Linked DNA regions of Zea mays: regions 1 and 3 are each linked to region 2. A link is a contact called in public Hi-C data. All regions are on one chromosome and are shown on one strand. Each heading gives the region's core, a stretch centred on a gene start, on an enhancer-like site or on the middle of the called end of the contact. The rest is flanking DNA. Distances are from core to core; before and after follow the strand shown. Region 1 holds the start of LOC100283083 (zinc finger protein CONSTANS-LIKE 16). Region 2 has its middle 41 kb from the start of LOC100274657. Region 3 overlaps LOC103638229 (a long non-coding RNA gene).

The links. A called contact is a pair of places that touch in the nucleus more often than the background predicts.
Region 1: a Hi-C map of tassel shows a contact between it and region 2, with 5 times the contacts expected there. The contact joins the promoter of LOC100283083 here to the enhancer-like site in region 2. A contact is called at or near these places in 2 of 25 Hi-C or Micro-C datasets (ear and tassel).
Region 3: a Hi-C map of tassel shows a contact between it and region 2, with 7 times the contacts expected there. The contact joins two enhancer-like sites. A contact is called at or near these places in 2 of 25 Hi-C or Micro-C datasets (ear and tassel).

What each region holds. Positions count from the first base shown.
Region 1 is chr9:33,999,593-34,002,292 of Zm-B73-REFERENCE-NAM-5.0, reverse strand. It overlaps LOC100283083 (zinc finger protein CONSTANS-LIKE 16), which reads right to left and starts at 1,386. Exons shown (of 2, transcript NM_001155985.2): 1 at 136-1,386; 2 at 1-13. The coding sequence starts at 1,242.
Region 2 is chr9:33,391,401-33,394,269 of Zm-B73-REFERENCE-NAM-5.0, reverse strand. No RefSeq gene overlaps it. Among protein-coding and RNA genes, the nearest start is that of LOC100274657, 41 kb to the right of the region's middle. Within about 2 kb of position 1,474, at least 15 of the 20 cell types and tissues checked have an H3K27ac peak or open chromatin away from gene starts, as enhancers often do. A contact at or near this core is called in ear and tassel, where this site is marked.
Region 3 is chr9:34,239,650-34,242,349 of Zm-B73-REFERENCE-NAM-5.0, reverse strand. It overlaps LOC103638229 (a long non-coding RNA gene), which reads left to right. Exons shown (of 3, transcript XR_558633.4): 3 at 543-922. Among protein-coding and RNA genes, the nearest start is that of LOC103638229, 3.7 kb to the left of the region's middle. Within about 2 kb of position 1,364, at least 13 of the 20 cell types and tissues checked have an H3K27ac peak or open chromatin away from gene starts, as enhancers often do. A contact at or near this core is called in ear and tassel, where this site is marked.

The DNA of each region.
Region 1 (2,700 bases), core at 137-2,636, 610 kb before region 2:
CAACCCACATGTTCTGTATTTAGAACAAGAATTGAATTCGACGTTAACACAATCACTCCGATCGAGCGAAGCCGTGCATGCACTCAAAAAGTCAGGGATCTCGATGATGTGGCGGGGCCCGGGAATTGAACGTACCGTGCAGTCGTGGGGCCAGCTGTCGTCGAGCTTGACATGTGGTCGTTCGGCGCCGCCGGTCCACGGCGAGCTCCCCCAGCTCTGGATGATGGCCTCGTAGTTGAGGGTGAGCGAGAGGCTCGTCTGCAAGAACTGGCCGTCGGTTCCCGTGTGGCTGCTGCTCGCGGCATTCTCGGTCGTCGTCGTGTCCTGAGGCGAGCCGTAGTTGAAGTCGATGTCCAGCATCTCGTCAGATGCATCTGGGTCCAGCAGCTCGAGGGCGCACGCCAGCGTGCCACTGGCTTCGCAGGCACTGCCGGCGTCAGTCTCCACCTTGACTCGCGACGCGTCTTCACCCACTTCCACCGGTTCCAGGAGGCCCAGCGTCTCCATGCAGAACGACGAGCTCTCCTCGTTGCCGTCGTCCAGGCCGTACCCGAGCAAGGCCTCCATGTCCGCGGCGAACTCCCTGAGCTCGGCGTCGGTCGGCCCGAAGTTGGCATGACCTCCGTCGGGGAAAAACTGCACCAGCGGCGCCGCTGCAGGTGTCTCTCGATCTGTCTTCGCCGGGTCCTCGACGGCGCCGTCTTCGTTGCAGGACGACGCGAGAGCGGCCGCGTCCTCAAGAGGCTGGGGCGAGCAGAACTCTGCCAGGGCAGGGTCAAAGACAGGCACGCGGTAAAGCACCTCCTCCTCCGGCTCCTCGGCCTCGAACTCCCCCTCGTCGTTCCGACCATCTGGCGAGTCCCCGCCCGCCGCATGGGGCACAACGAGGCGCCGCGACAACGTCCGCACATCGCTTTTGGCGCGCCCACCGCGCGGGGTGCGCGCCTTGCGCTTGAACCACGCCGGCACCACCTCGTCGTGGCTCTCGCGATTCGCTGACGCCGGCGTGGGAGGCGGCGGCGTCTGCAGCGGAGACGTGGGGCGCAGACGCAGCCTCTCGTGACGCCGCGCGAGCGAGTTCGCGGAGTGCACCGACGTGTCGCAGACTTGGCACAGGAACGCGTCGTCCGCTGCGCAGTACCACCTGGCCCGCCGGCGCAGGCACGCGTCACAGGCGCGCGCCTCCTTGCCACCCACCGCCGCCGCCTTCGCCGAGCTGCCGGTCGTGGTCGTGGCAATCATTTCCCTTCAAAGCGGTGTGCCGGCGTGCTACTCAGTGATGGCTTCTTCTACGCTGAATGTAGTAGGATGGGACCTATAGTATCCACATGTGCCGACGTACACTCTGAGTTTTTGTATGTACTGTAGATGTTAGGGAAAAAATGTGCTGAAAATATCGCGGTGCTCGGTTTTATAGAACCGAAGGAGAAGATGGGCCCATCTTGCGCGCTTTCTGGGCCCCGCCGGCTGCACTTTGCTTGCACTTTTGGTGTCGCGCAAGGGCACCACTACCTGCGGGTCTTATCTGCAACGTGATTGGTCGAAGGGTAGCGCAGGATGCGGGGCAGGCGCTTGTGATTGGCTCCGACGGGATTTCCAGTGGGGCCACCACCTTCAGCTACGCACGGCCTACAGGCTAGAGCCCTTTCCACATCGCTCTCACGGTTGCTGGCAGTGGCAGGGGACCGCTAGGGCAAGGCGAGAAAAGTCTTTCTTGGTCTTCGTAGCTCAAGTTATCACTAGGTTATTACTATATGCTAGCTCTGGCTAAGGCTACCATGCATTATGCGGAAGGGAGGTGTCGACCGTAACCATGACAACGTGAAAGAAAACGTTGACGGTGGATAAGGAATAGGATGATGTATTACTGGAATTCGGCTCTTTGCCAGATGCCACATTCGGTAAAGTTCCACTCTCGATAACGACTACGTTTACCGAGAGCAGGACTCTCGGCACAGGAAGACACTCAGCAAAGACAGCTTTGCTGAGTGCTAAACACTTGATAAAAGTCAACGCTCGGTAAAGGGACGTTAGCAGTCGTCTATAGCTGACGGTCGTTACCTTTGGCACTCAGCAAAGAAGCTACTTTGCCGAGTGTCATTATTGGACACTCGGCAAAGTATATTTTTATTTTTTTCTTTTCCCAACCAAAATTTTTGTGGTATGTTTCTACACTATGTAGACCTATATGTTCCATTTTTGCACAATTATAAAAGTGTTTGCTATAGCTATTAGATTTAGTTCGTTTAATTGAATTTCTTCGAAAAATTTAGATTTGAATTGCAAGTCACTCGAAACATGAAAAATCGTGCATGCAAAAATGATATTCATGTTATTTAGCACAAGTTACGATCGATTTCAGGAACATACTAGAATCTTCGATCACTATGCTCACTAAACATGACGGTGAACTTGTCATCCAATTGTTTAAAAACTGTATAAAACACAAACAAAGTTAGAAAATCATGAAGCTTGTCCACATGTCATGATATCATATGTAGATAGGCTGTGATAAAAATTTGAGAATATTTCAAGAAAGTTGTGACGCACTATGTGTAGAAACCTAGCCGGTCCACATTGAAACTCTATGATTTCATGTTACGCTAGTTAGGTTTCTACACATAGTGCGTTACAACTTTCTAGAAATATTCTCAAATTTTTATCACAACCTCTACATATGATATTATGACATGTGGACAA
Region 2 (2,869 bases), core at 225-2,724:
TGTAAACCTTAGATCAAAGTCTACAACAACTAAGATGTTCTCTGTTGTGTTGTGTTTCCTACCAAGGAAGGCATCCCTTTGATATCTAAGAACTCTTGTTAACACATGAGTGCCATCAATGGCACCAATACAGTCCTACATATTAGGGCAAACATTTGTTACTACAAACCCAACATGAAAAGAAGTGATGTGTTTGGATTTGGCTGACCTTGAAATAGGGGTACCATTTGTGGCTATCTCTAATTTTGGTTGGTGTAGCAGTTGAAGGTGGCAAGATCATTTCATTCCTCAGTTCACCAACAACATACAATACTTTCCCCGAAGTATCTACTGATGGTCTCAATAGACCTTCGAAAGGTCATGTGTATAACTCTAAACCTTTGGTTATGACCTACCACATGTAAAAACATGGCAACCTGCCCTTTTACTGAGCTATGAACACTATATCTCAATAGTTGCTTAGTGAGAAAAAGTTCACACAACTGCATAAATTTGATTAGCGACATGATTTCATCAGATTTATCGGTGAACCATGCCGATGCGGCAGCTCGCTAGCGTGGACGAGTAAAGACCCTCGTGGCCCACCAAGATGCGTCGATAATCCCCTTGCTGATCCCACCGGCTTTAAAAACTAGCCATTCCTTCTCCTTCCTCTCCCGCTCAGAAGATCACACTCGCTTTTAGCAGCTGAGTGTTGAGCTCACTCTCACAGTCTCACGCACACTCCACAGTGCCATTCGTCTCGTTCGAGCACGCACGCGCTCGCGCCAGCAGGTCCGACGACAGCAAACAGAATGAGCTTGTGGCCAGCTCATCAGCTGAGGCAGCTACAGGATGCGGCCGTGATCAGCCCCATCGCCATCGACATCGTGTGGTGGTCAAATGCAGCATGTTCGCGCTCATCCCGTCCTTCACGGACATGATCATCAACAGGTACGGGATGCGGCCGGACATCAGCAACGCGCACCTGTCCGGGACGGGATGGGATGGGATGCGACTCGCGGTCCTCTAGATCGTGTACCCTTCTCTCTTTTTTAAAAAACTTTTTTCTAAATTTTTTTAGGCTAGTTTGGGAACTCTACTTTTCAAAGGATTCCTATTTTATAAGGGAAAATGAACTAATTTTAATTAAGAAAAGAATAATCCCTTGAAAAAAATAGGGTTACCAAACTAGAACTAATAAATAACTTTTGCCCGTTTAAAAAAAGGAAAAATGTACAGCGAGTTGGATCGATTACATGCATTGCTAGCAAAATGTACTGTGACAAGTGAAGTTACTGTTACTACTGCCCATGGCAAAGATGGATGGGCACGTACGATGCTGCATTGCATTGCATTGCACTTGCACTTGCACTTGCCTCGCTCGATGCGGCTCTGGCCGCGTGCGCCCTCTGCGCCGGCCAGCCTCAGGGCGTCCGTTTTCAATTCTTGCCGTGCCGGGCGTGTGCTGCTTCTGCTGTTCGGTCGAGTCCGGCCGGCGCCCATTTATCGCGACCCTGCCGCTGGCAGCGCCACGAGCCCACGACCAAGGATGGCGGCCAGTAGCTGGATCCGTGCGCGTTATTTTTATACAAATGTGTCGGAGCATGGCAAGGGCCAGATGTTCGGCCGGGCCGTGACGGGCCGCCATGAATGCACGTGGAATCTTTGACCGGGCTTGCCACCGCTAACCGCTCGCTAGGCCAGTCAAAATGTAGTTTTATAGAAGTTTTATTCACATTAAAATAATGTATCATGTCAGCAATTTAGATAACATGACAAGCCATTGATAAAAAAATATGAAATAGGCTCTCGCATGTTACCTATACAAATAGTGCTGAATAAAACTCTTCACCATGAGAGACAACTTTAATCAATATTTCATTTTTCTTTTCTGATTATGTGGTATATTTTAAACACAAATATGAAATCTATCATGGTCTTACATACTATACTTTGAGCCCTTTTTTTCTTAAAAGCTTTTTCTGAGAATCTGAATTACTGGATAATCTAGCTGTTACAAGAATTTAAATATCGTGGGGCTTACGTGCGGAATAAGATTAAAAGGTCTACACGATTTAGTGTTTAGAAAGCGATGGATTTCTTCCGTCATGACGACTCGACATATTCTACATTCACATTCATTTAGACTGTTTTTACAAAAACGATTCTCACAGAAACAGACTGATAAACGAAACGTTTAGCTTGCACAAGTCGATTCTAACGGTCATAAACCCAAATAAAACAGGCCAGGCTGCCGCCCACGGCTGTGCACGCTAGTATTGAGCCCAGGTGTCTAACCTAGAATGTGTGCTATTATGTTGTATCAGTGGCGTAACTAGGGGTATGCTAGGTATGCCCTACATACTCCACGTGTCCAGCATATATGCTGTATATATACGAATATATTTATAAAAAAATAAAAAAATTATCTAAAAATGGCAACATAGAAAGAATATTGTGCTAATTATCTTGTAGCTTGTAATTTTTTGTGTTCAAGGCTATGACCTTAAGACTTATCAACGAAGTCTCGAGGTGGGTTGTTGAACGGACAATACAATCATAAAATCAACAATCCAGCATTTGATCGCTTAAATTTTTTGACAAGCACGACTCGTGAAATGCCACTGAATACTAGACTGCTTGGTGTAGGATTAAGTCAAGATAATTGTGTATTTAGAAGGTCCAACTAAAAAAATTAGATAATCCCTTTTCATACCTACACTACATTTTATAAACTATCGTTATAGCTTTTCATCTATTTTATACTCCATACATCCCAAAAATATAATTTGTTTTAGACTTAATATACATTCATTAATTAATCTATGAATGTAGTTTGCGTGTATGTCTATATTTATTATCATCTATTCGAATGTGGATGTAAAAA
Region 3 (2,700 bases), core at 115-2,614, 850 kb before region 2:
TTGATACTTGCTTTTTGAATCGGATCCGGTTAAGTTAGAATAAAGTTGATATTATTCTTAGTGTTATGTCAACATCTAGTATTTGTTTATGAGTGTTGTGTTACCTTGTTAGCAAATGTTTATTTTTATATTGTATAGTCTTGGGGAAATTCGATCATATGTGATGATGCGATGCTTGTTTAGTTGGTATGCTATGCATAATAGTTTAGTGGAGTAATTCTAAAGTTACTTGACATGCTATTGTTTGTTATTCTAAGTCCTAGGTATCCTAGATTAATGAATATATGTTTTGTTAATGTTCGGTGTTATTCTTTAGCTAAGGAGGGCATAGAACGTATGTATGGCTGTTGTTGCCAGATGTTTGAATTAGGTCCGAGTACCTGGAAGATCAAGATTGTTGTGTTAGAGAGTTAAAAGTATTTAGTGTTTTCGTATTAGAATTGTGATGCCTTGCTATAAGCGTTTGATATACTTCGGGTAATATTACCTATCTTGTGCTATTTTTATCTGCATTCGTTCATGTGCATCACACATTTCATTAGGTACACTAGTTGATCACGTGATGTGGAGGACAAGAACCGAATTGATCTCAAAGTGATGCTGGTCGATGAACCTAACGATGGATGATTCGATCGAGTGCTAGGACGGGAGATGGTCGTCAAGCGAGTATCATCTAACAACATTAACATAGTGTTTTATCCTAGGCAAATCTCGGTGCATTCACCTCTTTCCTTGTTGTTTACCAAAATTTTATCATCTTATATGATGCATTACGATCGTGCTGAGGGCTAGATGCACAGCAGTGGGCGACTCATCGCGGACTCACTATGACTATCATCATTGACTTGTACATCATAATGATATACTCGATCCGTCCAAGACTGGACTATCTATTTTAAGTGTTAAAGTAGTCCAAGGATAATCTACCTATTCTTTGTGCTGCATGTTAACTCCTTGTTACATGCATGCACGCATGCTGCATAGGAGTCGTTGGGATGACTCCTCCTTGCATACATATGTCCATATGATTGGTTAGCTGCACCGTCTCGTCCCATGTCACCACGTGTGTTGACTTTATCTGAGTTTGTGTTTGGTTGGTTGCACGTGTGAAGCGCAGGCTGCATGGACAGACGCAAAATAAGTTATGTTAGCTGCATCCACACGTACGTCTAAAACGGACGTACGCGGTTGGCCAGGCTCGCGCGAGATTGTACGTGTGGGTACAGTCATCCAATCAGGCGAACAATTAATGATCTTGTACACAGTAAAACTAGAGTACAACTTCAGTTCTGGTCTCCGGCTCGGCACTTCCCATCCACTAGAAGAGAATGGGAAGAGGTACATGTGCAAGTGGAAGAGGCGACTTATATGGGCCTGTTTGGTTTTCGGACGGAGACATCCTGGCTTGTGTCTTCGTGACCTGGCTGATCTAGAGCAGGTTTATGTGAGCCAGGCTCCAGAGAAACGCAAATAAATCCTGTATCTTATGAGCCAAGCTCACTTATCAGTTTTGCATCATCTAAGCCAGGTCCAGCTATAAATGCAGTCATCCAAACAAGCATAACTTGTATCGCTAGAGCCAGGCTGGAGAACCAAACACGAGAACGTATAAAGATGTTGTACCTCCGGAGCCGAGTTCGGTCTCATCAGGGTAACCAATCAGGCCCTATATGTACGTTGTGGGCTGAAAATTTCTGAAACGGTTGTTGCGCATGATTTGAGTGGGATATAGGTAGATCATCCTTGGATGGAGGGAGTATATACCTATCCAGAATAATGGTCATGCTGAATAGAGCAACTATAATAAAGTGTATATGCGGGCTCTAAGAAATGTAAAGGCTTCTACTGTTCTCTTGGCTTTAATCCAAAACAGCTTCTACTGTAGAAGTTGTTTCTACAGTGTTTTGTCTCTATGGATTATAGATGCAGCAGCCCGAACAATTGATTTTAATCTGATTAGAGCAAGTATAATAAGGTAATATAATCAGGCTGCAAAAGGTGTCATATTACATATATTAGATTTATAGTGATATGAAAAAAGAGATATAGAGAGAAGAAAATATGCTATTCACTAGTAGATAAAGGTGATCTGTTAAAGACTCCAAAACACTATGAGATAAAGTATGAGATAAAGAGGTGGATACAATATTAAATGTACGACTTATATTCTTATATTATAAAAATAGTTATTATATAACTAATATTTTAATTGGTTACATGTGACCTTGCGACGTTATAAAATATATACTATACACTGTATTATTAACGGGCGCGCCGTTTCGTGGATGAATAATTTAAGCCTGGCGTGGCTATTCAGACTTGACTCGTGCTTGGAGTCGTGCTTGGAGTAGCACGTTTAATATAAACATGGAAACTGAACACGGGACCTTAGTAATCAGTTCGTTTTGCTTCTGTGTGGTTAATTAGTAATATGAATAATCTTATGTTACAAAATCTGTCGTTTGATGATCGCTTGGCCAGACGCATATTCAACTCATGATGTCTTGCTCGTCGGGACTCGGGACATCACCCACGATGCAATCATACAGGTAGGTACACGACGAAACCTAACCTTTTTGCAAGAGGGCGGTGCAGTTCCGTTCCAACCAATGCACGGAGACTTCTACTTCTACATGATGGATTGCATAACCAAGTTATGCCTTCCTTCCTCGAATACGAAAAGATACCCTTTAATATCGT